Regions from separate parts of the Mus musculus genome. Here regions 1 and 3 are each linked to region 2. Evidence: chromatin contacts called from public HiChIP or PLAC-seq and promoter capture Hi-C data. All regions are on one chromosome and are shown on one strand. The core of a region is the stretch at or near the end of the contact, and the rest is flanking DNA. Distances in the headings are between cores, read along the strand shown. Region 1 holds the start of Calhm5 (calcium homeostasis modulator family member 5). Region 2 overlaps Dse (dermatan sulfate epimerase). Region 3 holds the start of Tspyl1 (testis-specific protein, Y-encoded-like 1).

What was found. Promoter capture Hi-C pulls out the DNA fragments that hold promoters and counts their contacts. HiChIP or PLAC-seq counts read pairs in DNA pulled down with a chosen protein or histone mark.
Region 1: a CTCF HiChIP or PLAC-seq map of CD8 T cells shows a contact between it and region 2, with 8 read pairs. The contact joins the promoter of Calhm5 here to the enhancer-like site in region 2. A contact is called at or near these places in 7 of 39 promoter capture datasets (the C10 cell line, the HPC-7 cell line, cranial neural crest and 4 more), 1 of 15 datasets of contacts at CTCF or cohesin (CD8 T cells), 2 of 484 Hi-C or Micro-C datasets (CD4 T cells and CD8 T cells), 2 of 115 datasets of contacts at active chromatin or transcription factors (CD8 T cells and heart atrium) and 3 of 9 other capture datasets (adipose tissue, liver and macrophages).
Region 3: a contact with region 2 is called in a promoter capture Hi-C map of pre-B cells. The contact joins the promoter of Tspyl1 here to the enhancer-like site in region 2. A contact is called at or near these places in 13 of 39 promoter capture datasets (the C10 cell line, the HPC-7 cell line, HPC-7-derived erythroid cells and 8 more), 1 of 15 datasets of contacts at CTCF or cohesin (the NIH/3T3 cell line), 24 of 484 Hi-C or Micro-C datasets (B cells, CD4 T cells, CD8 T cells and 10 more), 18 of 115 datasets of contacts at active chromatin or transcription factors (the 230-238 cell line, the HPC-7 cell line, the SCID.adh cell line and 7 more) and 4 of 9 other capture datasets (adipose tissue, embryonic stem cells, liver and 1 more).

The regions. Positions count from the first base shown.
Region 1 is chr10:34,094,387-34,098,373 of GRCm38.p6, reverse strand. It overlaps Calhm5 (calcium homeostasis modulator family member 5), which reads left to right and starts at 1,855. Exons shown (of 2, transcript NM_178908.3): 1 at 1,855-2,476. The coding sequence starts at 1,937. The region is part of intron 4 of Trappc3l (trafficking protein particle complex 3 like); the gene reads right to left.
Region 2 is chr10:34,174,361-34,178,730 of GRCm38.p6, reverse strand. The region is part of intron 2 of Dse (dermatan sulfate epimerase); the gene reads left to right. Among named protein-coding and RNA genes, the nearest start is that of Dse, 31 kb to the left of the region's middle. Within about 2 kb of position 2,415, at least 56 of the 459 cell types and tissues checked have an H3K27ac peak or open chromatin away from gene starts, as enhancers often do. A contact at or near this core is called in CD8 T cells, the HPC-7 cell line, Th1 cells and 4 more, where this site is marked.
Region 3 is chr10:34,279,451-34,283,512 of GRCm38.p6, reverse strand. It overlaps Tspyl1 (testis-specific protein, Y-encoded-like 1), which reads right to left and starts at 1,323. Exons shown (of 1, transcript NM_009433.3): 1 at 1-1,323. The coding sequence starts at 1,232. The coding sequence ends at 93. All of the region lies in intron 1 of Gm26564 (a long non-coding RNA gene), which reads left to right.

The sequences.
Region 1 (3,987 bases), core at 606-3,105, 80 kb after region 2:
TCAAACTAAAGCAATCCAAACAGACAAACAAAATGATTTCCAGTAACCCTCATAGAAAACACATAGGCTTTAGGATGTTGAGAATCAAAAATATCATTAATCATCAACACAGCAGCATGAAATATGCCACACGGATCATAGTAAAACATAGAATTTAGAGTTAAAGTGACCCTGGGCACATGTTCCACGACAGGGGATCACTGGTCTAAGGAGGGTATGCTTTGGGCAGTCTAGGCCCCAGAACATGTTTTTGAACATACAAAATTATCATAATCATACTGTAGACGTCAACTCTTCGAGGAGGAGCAAGAGAAAGTGGTGGGGACAACATTAATGTGTGATAATTGAGTTTTCAAAAGTGGCTGTTGTGGTACAGGGCTCAAAAGTCCCTACAACCTAGAAACAAGAAACCTTAGCCTCCTTCACTCTCCTTTTTCTTCGTTTGTTTTCAAGCTGTGCTTAAGCAGTTTAGGACTCACTTCGTTTTGAAACATTATTTCACATTTGTTTGCTTGCTAGCTTGTCTATGCCTGTGTGGATGGCATAAGGTCAGAGAACAACTAGAAGCTGGGTCTCCCCTTGTACTGTGTGGGTTTGAGGCTAGTGGTCAGGTAGTCAGGCTTAGAGAAAAACACCTTTACCCATACAGCCATCTTGCTGGCCCCTCTATTTCTTCTAAGCCATAACTCTCACAAATGTATAATCTGCTCTTTAGAGAAGCACGAATATAACAGCAAAGACTGTAGCCTTTTACTTGCTTGACTCCTAATCCAAGGCCTTTCACAAAACACCTAGGCGAAGCTTCTTACACTTATTCATGGAAATCTGACAACTGGATGTGCTGCCGTCATTCAGAGGTGTGAATTAACTTAATGTTTAAATTAAGAGCAGTGTAGGAGAGAAATGGAAGCAATTTTCTTAAATCATTTATAATGTGAAGTACAAAAATGTTCATTCATGTGCTCATTGGTTGATTGAATAGACAGGAGGACTGCCTATCTTGAACAATCCTACTACGTTGCAAATTCAGTAGCTACCTGCAAATCAAACTTCTGAGTGAGTTTCTAATCTACACGTGACACTATGTTCAGTCCTAGAAAACAACCTGGAGTCAGCTAGCATTTGCTAAGTGAACAGAGTGAAACATGTTCTGGTATGAAACACCATGCCGAGGTTCAGCGATGGTCCATATGACCAAGTGGTGGGTGGTTTGGAGCCCCGAAGATATCCTAACTCAGGTTTGGCATCTGTTTTAGAAAGATTTTCTTTGTGACTTCCCCTCCCACCAAAAAGAAAAAGAAAAACAAAACCTATCATGATGTGAATCAAGACGTTACATGAAGAGAAACGAGGATGCCTCCTTTTCTCTAAAGCCCCTGTAGTTATTAGACTTCTCACACAAATTCTAAAAACCCCACCCCATATGTTTCAGGTCTCTAATGAAGAAAACCCTTTTAGGAAGTCAGAACTCCTGTCTACTAAATCTTAGGGCACAGAGCAAGAGAAGAAACCGATCATGAAACACTGGGTCTGGAGACTGGCTTTGGCTACCAGTCAGTGGCTGAAACACATTTCTAGAAGCACTGAGCCCCCCACTGGACAATTTCTATACTTATAATTTGTATGAGCATTTTCGATTTGGAATCAAAAGCACGTGCAAAGACTATTAAAAGGAACTTGCGTTTACTTTTCAGCTTCTTTGGCTACCCTCAAGTGTCAGCAACCACCAGTAGGAGGCATTATCTGAACGTTGTTGGGAAATAAAGCATTCCTGGGGAATGACATTGTTTCCTTATCTGGCTCGATGCAGACTGAGCAGGATTGCTGTTTTGAAAGAGCTCCACCCTCAGCCTCAGCCACAGTTGCTGTGCTAAAACCAAGGCAAACGTCTTTCCCTCTTCGCGTGTGTGTGTGTGTGTGTGTGTGTGTCTCCAACATGGATGCCTTTCAGAGCATCTTAAAATTCTTTCTTAACCAAAAAACTGCTATTGGCTACAGCTTCATGGCTTTGCTCACCGTGGGTAGCGAACGTCTCTTCTCGCTGGTGGCATTTAAGTGCCCCTGCAGCGTTGAGAATACTGCCTATGGGCTGGTTTTTCTCTTCGCCCCTGCCTGGGTGTTACTGATCCTTGGCTTCTTTCTGAATAACAAGGCATGGAGACTCTTCACTGGCTGCTGTATGAACCCAAAAAAAATATTTCCCAGGAGACGCTGCTGCCGCTTCTTCTACGTCCTGGGCCATATCATACTGAGTTCACTGGTGGCTCCGGTGATGTGGCTCTCTGTGGCTTTGCTTAATGGGACGTTTTATGAATGTGCTATGAGCGGGACAAGAAGCACAAGGCTCCTGGAGATGATTTGCAAGGGCAAGCCCAAAGAGTGCTGGGAAGAACTGCACAAAGTCTCCTGTGGTAAAAGTAGCATGGCCGCTATGGAGAGTGAAGAAGTGAGGCTATCCCTGCAGGCCCAGTCTCAGGTAAGGACAAACATGCCTTTTGCTCCTAGTGGGAACTTCTCTGGCTTCCTTTCATCCGTCAGAGTCTGAGTCTTGCCAGGATACTTTTGACACTAAGTGGAAATTGGAACATGATGTAGCATTAAGAGAATCTCAGGAAAAGCTTTTTAGGGACAAGATGGCTCAGTAAAATTGCTGATTGGATTGTGTAGTCTCCATTTCCAAAGAGAAAATATCCTCTGGGTTATGCATATGTAAATACTTAAGTGCTCAAAACTCTCTCTCTCTCTCTGGGTTGACTCTAAATAATGCAGAACACAATGTCATCCACTGAGTGCTAAACCTGAGCTGTAATTAAGCACTACTGTCTCCTATCAATTATTTATTTTCAAGCCGATGTCTCAGAAAACACAGACACATCTTATTCATCCACTGAAATAGAGCTGAGCCAAATCAGTGACCACTTTTCAAAGTCTCTTGGGGTATAATTAGCATAGAGATTTCCTTGAGTAACCACAGTGGTAACTGGTATTTCTATGCATGAGTGCTGTCAAGATTGAGAGTTCCCCGAATAAGATGGGACTGATCAGTCTTTAAATGGTCTTTGGTAAAGTGTGACCACATTCCCTGGGGCAGTTTATGGCTTTTGCTCTCTGTGCTGTATGACTAAGTCAATTCTCATGCTACTTTAGAAGCTCAGAATTTGGAGAATTGTTTTCCTTGTGGGCAGTAATTTCCAGCTTCAACTAATCAATACAATGAAGGAACTTGTTACCTTGCCAAGTATTTGAACACAGATCCAGGTGCCTAGTCCTAGCCTAGCCTTGCAGTGAAGCTCATTTCTTATTTCGGGGGCCAAAAGAGGTAGGAGTAAATTAAAAGAGCCATCCTTTCTCAGGAATAGTGTTGGTTTCTGGATAAATGCACAGGCACATACTAATTTTACTGTTTTTGCAAGGGCTTGCCCTTACAGCAAACACATTAAAGCAAAGTTGGCTTCTACAATATAGGATGGTTACTAGTAAGGTTATATTCTCCATAAGCTATTAAATCAAAGAGTTTCCCTAAATAAACTCCTTTGTTTAGTTCATAAAGCATAGGTTAGATGGAACATGTCAGGCTCCTCTGAGTGCCTTCCATCTTTTGTTGAAGGAAGGTATTCATTACTAATGTTATGATAGTGTGGATGACACATGGCTTACCTCTGTAGGCACCAGCTCCATTCAACCGATGCCAATCCCCAACACTCTTCACTGTGTAAGCTCCTCTTTAAATATAAACTCAAAAAAAAGCATGCACACCCAGGCATAGCTTAGATCGAACACAAAGACCTGTTGATAACTCTAGTAGAATGAGAAGGACCTACAGGAGGATGCCCAAGAGATGTGACTGAAGGGAGGTATAGCAATAGCAGGTGCTGACGATGAGGTTCAGACAGCAGGAGGCATCAAACAGTCCAAAACAATAATTGGGCATGTGGGCGGAGGTGGAAAAGTGCATTCATTCATGGGTGGGGCAGAGCAACATGAAAC
Region 2 (4,370 bases), core at 1,166-3,665:
TAATATTTTTTTTCAGCAAGAGTTTAAAATTCAAGCCAGGAAAGTATGTCTAAGAAAAGCGTTTCATAGAGATTTTAAACAGAATCCCATAAAGGTCAATTCAATGATATTTTGGAGTCAGCACATATTATTCTGGTTTTTTTTTTTTTCTTAAAAATTTAATAATGTGCACACCTTTTTATTTTCTTACCTGTGCTTACCTGTACTGTGCCTTTACCTCTGCAAACCATCACCAAATTTTAAGACACATAATACAAAATTTAAATAGGAAGTTGCTGAGAAGGCTGGAGAGATAGCTCAGTGGTTAAGAGCACTGACTGCTCTTCCAAAGGTCCTGAGTTCAATTCCCAGCAACCACATGGTGGCTCCCAACCATCTGTAATGGGATCTGTTGCCCTCTTCTGGTGTGTCTGAAGACAGCAACAAAGTACTCACATACATTAAATAAATAAACAAACAAACAAATAAATAAATCTATCTAAGAAAGAAAGAAAGGAGAAGAGAAGAGAAGAGAAGAGAAGAGAAGAGAAGAGAAGAGAAGAGAAGAGAAGAGAAGAGAAGAGAAAGTAACTGAGAAAGAGTTGGGAAATGGCTTGGGAGAAGAATAGTGAGATTCACTAAAATGTATCACACAACATGACCACGAGTGGATCACATGTGGACCCTGAGATTGCTTTGTTTTATTTATTTAGCAACAAAATGATAGGCTTCCTCAGTTTTGAAGTTTACAGTGTCCATGAGAATAAAAAATCAGGTCAGTTACTCTATAAAAGAACAATTATTCTTGGCCCAAAGATCACAAAGAACCTTCTAGATTTTCACAGAGACTCAGTACTCTCATAAACATCCTTCAGTGTGGGTGATGAAGGATGTTGATGCTTTCACACGACACTGGAAGGAGAACAGGGAGTAGGTTGTTTGGCTCATGCATAGATTCCCTTAACGGAGCCTTTCCTTAGCACATTTCACTAAACCTGCAGAGATGAAGGAATAAAGGTGGAGGAGATAGATTCATGATTTGGCCAGCCATGTTTTCCCCTAGGTGGGGTGAATTCTTTAGTAGACTTTTTCTTATGTTAGGAAAATGATGAAATGGCAGCATGCTTGTCCATCATATTAGATGGATTGCTGTAAGCTTGATCTACTCAGTGTATGTATTTATTTGATGATCTAGAACTTAATGAAAATAAAACAAAAGGCTCACTCAGTTATTGGAGACCACTGCTTACAGGGCAGAAAAGTATAAGCTTACCATGCCTCATTTAATCAGACATGGAGATGAAAACATTGTGAAGAGATTTAAGATTGTGATGGAAGGGATTTGCTCAAGCTGGAGTTGATAGCTGGGAGGTACCAAGTGTGCATTGCCCAGTAGTGGATTTGGGGGGCTTTCCTCTTAATTTGTGAACCCATCGGAAACATACCCAACAAAGGGGTCTTTGGGGTAGATGAGTGTCTTGTTTGTGTCCTTGTGTCCTGATTCTGTTGTAATTAGCCCCGTGTCCTCTGGCAGATTTCATAGCTGCTATCAACATGGTTTTTTATATCTGTAAAATGTAGACGAATCTTTCCTCCATGAGGTCCCAAGGATGGAATAAGGTGATGCTCAAAAAGCTCTTAGGATTATAGAGTTGGCACACAGTTGTACTAAAACTTCATTCTTTTTGTTATACAGAAAGAGGCAAAGATAACAAGATTGTCAAGTCTTGGGTGCAGAGTATTCCTTTTAGCTACTCTGCTGCTCTGGAGTTGTGTTTCTGAGAAGTATCTGTAGTGGGTCACTCTTTCTCCCTTTCCTTATGTTTCTGCTGTATCATGAGACAGAAAATAAGTCACAGAGGAAACAAATGACTTCTCTCTTGTGTCGGAGCTAGTTGACTACAGGGAATCCAGAGAACTAGTGAGGGAAAAATATAAGTTGAACTTTTGGACAGAGATCTAATTTTTTTTCCTCTGCAACAGATTATTAAATTCTTACATATGGATTGCAAGCTTCTGAAATCCTAGGGTGTGTTTGTAAAATAATATAAAACAGCAAGAGAAAGGGGTTTATAAAAAAGAAAAATCTCCATCACACTGAAATGGACCATTCGGTGGTTTTGTTGCTCGATGAACTGCGAGGCCTGTCTCAGCCTTGCCTTCCGGCCTCCAAAGGCTGTTTCTTGTAGCTGCTTTTCCAGCCTTTTGCTTTTCTAAACTGTAAGCTAATGTTGATAATCAAAAGCAGGAGGAAGTTGCTGGACCCCAACACTCGGAGCCACACGGCACTGTGAGTGAAAAGATGAGGTTTTCCTCTGGTGACCTTCCAGTGAGAAAGGCAGAGGGGTCTGTTCAGCAGACACCTGGAATCAATTAAAGTGTGCTGGTCCCGGAAACAAATGCTGGGCTGTCAGAAACCCAGCCTCCAGCTCTAGCTCTTTCTCATTTGTGGTTCCTTCTTTTATACCCTCCCCCTTTCAGGCACTCTTTCTTTCTTGAACCTTACATTCTGTGACAGGTTCCTCGTTTTGTGTAGATTTAGATCCTTGAAAATAGATGGCTCTGAGCCTTAACTCTGGACAATCTCTTTAATATGAACAGAATCTCAAGCAGTAGGACCCTGACCATCGATTGGAAAGCTCCTTCTTGACTGCCACTTAAAGAGCAGGTTGCTGCCACTCAGCATCATTACACATGGATCTGTGAGCAAGGCACTCATAAGCTGCTACGAAGCTACCTTGAACTCTAAACTGTCTTCCATCTTTTTCAAATGCTGGGGGTGGGGGGTCGACAGGAGGGGAGATAAAGATGTTTCAGTAAGGCTGCTTTCTACATATGTTTAGGATATTTGATGAAAAAAAAAGATATTTGAGGATTGCTATAATCATACTCACTTGGAAAGAAATGCGAAGTGAATTTTCTTTGTAGGATATGTTTGTACTTGTATGCTTCAGCGCCCTTTGTTCCCTGTTTAAATGCAATGTGGGCTTTCTGAATTGCTTCAGGCCAGAAGCAGCCTCCTTTTTGTAGTAGAGTGTCTCACTTTGTGTTTACAGCATAGGCAACCTGGATATAAAGTTCTGCCTACTCTTTGCATATAAACATTAAAAGTGTATCTTTAAATGTTTTCTAACAAAAACTTGGCAAGCATGTTTGGATTCTATGCATTCCTTATTTTTCCATCTCAAGGGAAGATGTTAATTGGCAGGTACTGAATCTGTCTATAATGATACTTCACGAAGATCTTTAATTTTCTGTGGTATTTTATAATCAGTTTTTAAACACTGGGTTTGTGTATTGGATGAAATAAGAACCCTGTTCTGACGTCACTTGCGTTTTGGCCTTCTTCTCCGTGCAGTCTTAGTAATGCAAAATGAATATTTGTAATAGCTGCTGAGGCTGCTGCTGATACAAGTGAGCTTATCAGATCACTTGATAATGATACAGATGTGCTTATAGGCTCTATTGATGATGATATAGATGTGCTTATTGTCTGTGATGGATACAAATGCGCTCATTGGCTGTGTTGACAATGGTACACGTGTACTTATGGAATTTCTTGCTGATGGTTCCGATGTGTTTATTGAATCTGTTGGTAAGGGTACAGGTCTGTTCATTGGTTATTTTGGTATTTTGGTTAATAATTTGGCAAGCCAAATAGTCCATTTTGTCATAGGTAGCTTCAAAATGGCCTCAAACTTTTCAAGTTGTAAGGCTTCATCAATTAAAGGAACACATATTAATTATACTTAACAGGCTGTCTCCCCATTTTTTTCCTTGTCCTTCCAATATGCTGACTTCAGACATGCAGAAAAACATGCAGTCTCTTATATAAGCCTGTGATGTAGAAAACTTTTCTATGTAATGATGGCCTGGCATGAGTGAATCAGGAAAGGGACACTTGTTCGTGGCTATACTTTCAATTAAGGAGGGAAATGAATGCCACAGTTACGATTCCAAGGGTGGGGAAAGGATGTAACAAAATATGATTCTTTTAGCATTTGGACCATCGTTCAGAAGACAGATGCTAGCTCCTCCCTATTGCTGACTCCCAACTTGTGTAATAGGCCCAAGACATCTAACAAGTGATTCTGAGGCCCACTGCAGTTTACAGGTAGACGGATGAGAGGGCTTGTGAAGAGTGGGCCTGGGTAGCTAGTTACAGACTGTCCCTGTTTCAGACAGGGAATATAGGCGGGAGAGCTGGCTGCTGGGAGAAAGAGGATACCTCACTGTCTCACATGTCTCTTTCTTACAACATTATCTGTTGCTTCTGTTTTTTTGATCTGTCTCACTTGAGTGTATCACCATATAGATAGATGGCTACCAAAACCCCTTCCCCAGATATTCCAAGGGCTCATGGGTATTTTAGATCTGAACTAACCACTAAG
Region 3 (4,062 bases), core at 74-2,573, 110 kb before region 2:
GAGGAAAGAAATCAAAACACTGCATACCCGTTGCATTTGCTCAAGCACAGGTGAGAAGGGACCAGTTCCGGCCGCATTTTCAAATGCAAAGATTAACCTGACTGGAAGCCAAAAGGCCTGGGAATCTCCACTGGCTCCCTTATTGGGCGACGTCGGGGTCTACGGATTCCTTCACGACACAGGTAGTATTGCAGTGGGTTTGGCCACAGATCCTCTTTGATAATCTCAGCGATTCTGTCAGATTCTGGAAGGCTGTGGTCCGAGAACCAGGTGAAGAAGCTGCAAATGAGATCTTGGTTTCTGCGAATGAAGGACTGGGGCTCATGCCCTCTCCGCCAAATGATTGGAGTGGAAAGAGACACCACTCGACCAGATGATCTCACTTCATATTCCTTGACAATCAGCTTGTTTCTGAAGTAGGGGTTTCTTCGAAAAAAGAACTTGAATTTGCAGCCAGTCTTAGGGTGTCTCAGTTCCTTCACCTCCAGACTGGTTACGTACCTTAACATCTCTGCATCCCGACCCCTAATCATGGCGGACAACTGAGGGTGGTTCCGGAAGGCAGTCATCCAGAAGCCTGGGATATTCTGAATGATGTAGTTCCTCCGTTCCAGGTAGTGTCGTCGCATTCGCCCAAACTTCTGCTCCAGATGTTGGAAGGCCCTGTCGGCCTGAGCATTCACAGTGTCCAGTTCCAGCTGGATGGCCTCCAGCGGGTTCCTGCGAAGATCTATGCCCAGGTGCCAGGGCCCTGCCTCCTCCGGCGCCTCCCTCACTCCTCCACTCGCCTCCAGCATCTCCATTTCTTCGCCCGCGGGCTTCTGCTCCACCTCCATCACCTCCTCGCTCCCTGGCGTGGCCACTTCTGACTTTTCCGCTGCAGCCGCGACGGTGCCCGGTTCCGTCTTCACGTCACGGGCCTGGGACTCCGCTCCCCGAGTTTCTTGGGCCTTCTCCACATATTTCGGTGTCACGAACACCGCTGCCGCGGGGCCCCGAACGGAAGGAGGTGACTCTCCCTGCCTAGCTGCGGCCACCCGAATCTGGGGGACAAGGCCCTCGACATCTCGGGGCGCGGGGCTCCCCACGATCCCTGCGCGGCCCTCACCTGTCACCGCCTTCTCCTCGCCGAGCAGCGGTCGCCGGTCTGGGGTCCCCGAGACAGTGTCAGCATCGCAGTGGCCGCGGCTGTCGGGGACAGGGGTCCCCTCGTCCCGCTCCGGGCTGCTCATGTCGGGTCTAGTCGCGCAGACCTCCGCCTACAAACAACAACCCTCACGGTCCCCCGCAACCCCAGCTCCGCCCCTCGCTCTCTCCAGCGCAGTGACGCCAGAGCCACAGCCCGCAAGTCTCGCGAGAACCTGCAGCGCACCTGATTGGTTCTTCAGCTCGTGACTTCCGTATTTGTTTGGCTTCTGTAAATGTAGCGGATAGCGGTTGTCACGTTTGTTTCCGTAAAGGGATGTCAATCATCCTAGGAGACTGAAGACAGTGGCGGGGCTTCTGGACCTGGCTTCTGGACCCTTCGCCCGCATCCGGGCTGCAGCCGTGTGTGTGTCTGTGTCTGCAAACAAGTTCATCCCCTTTCCACTTATGTGGAACGGTAAAAACACCTCCTGGTATTAGACAAAGCTAGGAGCCAAATGTTTGTATTAACCAAGGTGAATGCCACGGTTCCCCACCACCACCACCACCACCACCACCACCACCACCACCACCACAGAACTGAAAAAAATAATGAAGTCTAGCTTGGTGTGATGGCCCTTGTCTGTCGCCTCAGTGCTCTGGTGCTGAGGAGGATCGTTGACTTGGAGGCTAACCTGGGCTGCATACACGTTGGCTCAAAATAATAATAAAAACTCAGTTCTATTCTAAGCTCTGACGTTACTGGGGAACAAAGATCTGTGGGTTTGCTTTGGGAATTATTCTTTTTGGAAAAGATTTTGTGGTCATCATTAATGATTGTTTTTACTGGTGTGTCTTGCACCGTGGCATCGAATAGTTTGCATAACAATCCTCTGATGTATTAAGATATCCATTTTATTGAGACAAGGAGAGACTGGGTCTCTTACCAGAATAACATAGAAAATGACAGAGCGATGATTTGAGCCCTGGACATTTGATTCCCGGGTTCTCTGAACGGGATGTGACGTCACTTTAGGACATAGGCATAAATGCATAGTCTATATCAAGTTGATACATATTTTCTCCCACCTCCTTTCCGCATCCATAAATAGATTAATATTTAAGAACACATTCATTTCCTTTCTGTTTTGAGAAAAAGAAGGTAGTTATTCGTGGTCCTCAAATTCAAATTTACCAGAAAAATGTCACCTTCTGTATAACAAATATTTCCAAAACACCATTTAACGTTTTTCGATAAAGTTCATAGACAATATAACCCATCTACACACATAAATAGAAAATTTAACAATTTTACTATAAAGCTTACTGTAGTGGTGGCGATTTTAGTATAGCAAAGGGGTCACCGACTTAGGTTATTATAAGAACTATATGACGTGGCATTTATCACAGTGGTAAACGCACCAATAAGAATGGCGTGGTTAGAAAATTACACATCTCATAAAAGTAACTGCGGATGGAGAGTGACACAGATGCCTATGTCAGGTCTTCTGAAACTGTAATCCAATTTTGGTGAAGTTCTGGTAAATAATGTCTCCTCCTCTCTCCCTTGCACTGTTTCTTCCACACAGAGAAAGGAATTTCCACGGTTAAATTCTTGCTAGGCGTGTTATTTCCAACGACTGTCACTAGAGGGAGCGACTTCTCCTTTAGAAAATGATGCTACACCTATGACAGAATGGATTCTTGTAAATGAAATTGAGCCACAGTCTTTTACTGAGACTAAACTATGAATGTTAGACGATGCATCTTAGACATGATTCATTTTATTATTATTTTCCACTAACTATCATATAGAAGTGTCCACTTGGTTTTGTTTAGTCTGACAAGGTCCCCATTTGTCTTCAACTTGATTCAAGTTCTAGCTTTGGTTTGTTTGACCTGGACAAGTCACCCCTCTAGGCAGGCAAAGGTGCTTGCTGCGTAGCCTAAAGATAAGTTTAATCCCCAAGACCGGACCAATGGGGAAGAAAGAAAAAATGACTCCTGCAAGTTTTCCTTTGTTCACCACAAGGATCCCCCATGGCACACAAACACACACACACAACCAATCAATGAATTAATTTGATTTGTTTTGATTTTTGTCTTTGTTTTTCAAGACGGTTTCTATGTGTAGCCTTGGCTGTCCTGGAACTCTATCTGGTGCTTACGCCTCCAGAGTGCTGGGATTAAAGGCATGTGCCACCACTGCCCCACAATTTCAAATAATTGTTAATACTTAAAATGGAAACTATCATTTATATTTTAGAACTCTAATATGAAGATGACACAAGATGTATAAAGTATAAAATGATATATAAAGTAGGTAGCATTGTAAGCTTTCAATTAGCAGAACATAGTAATATTATTTACATTCTATGCTGAAGCTTACATGTATTTTAATTAAGTTTTTGTGCACTAACTTAATGATTTCAGGTAGAGCATTAATGCATTCATTCAGATAAGGATATTGAATGTATGTGTTATGGAGGAAATGAGCTTGACTTGGTTCCTGCTTTGGATAAGGACTGACTGACCAAGCCAGCTCAATCAGTCAACAGGTTCTCCAGGGCAGCAGAGAAGATTAAAAAGAAAAAAGACAATTAGACAACACTGTAGCATGACCCAGCCAGTTCTGAGGCTGAGGCAGGTTTATTTTTTTCCAAATCTGCTTTTATATCATTTTAATTACATGTAAGTAATAAGTCAGATCTAGGTGAAGGAACAAGCAAGACAATAAGTACAAATAGTCAAGGAACAAGCAAAGCAATAAACAAAGTCCTGTTTCTAAGGGCTTATCAGGATGAAGAAGATATCTGAGCCTACTTCTGGGTCCTAGGCCAAATTCCCATTCTTGCCTGAAGCCTACTTCTTTGTTCTAGCCTAAAATTAGATTCTAGCCTGAACTTACTTCCTTGTCATGGCCCAATGTCAGATTCC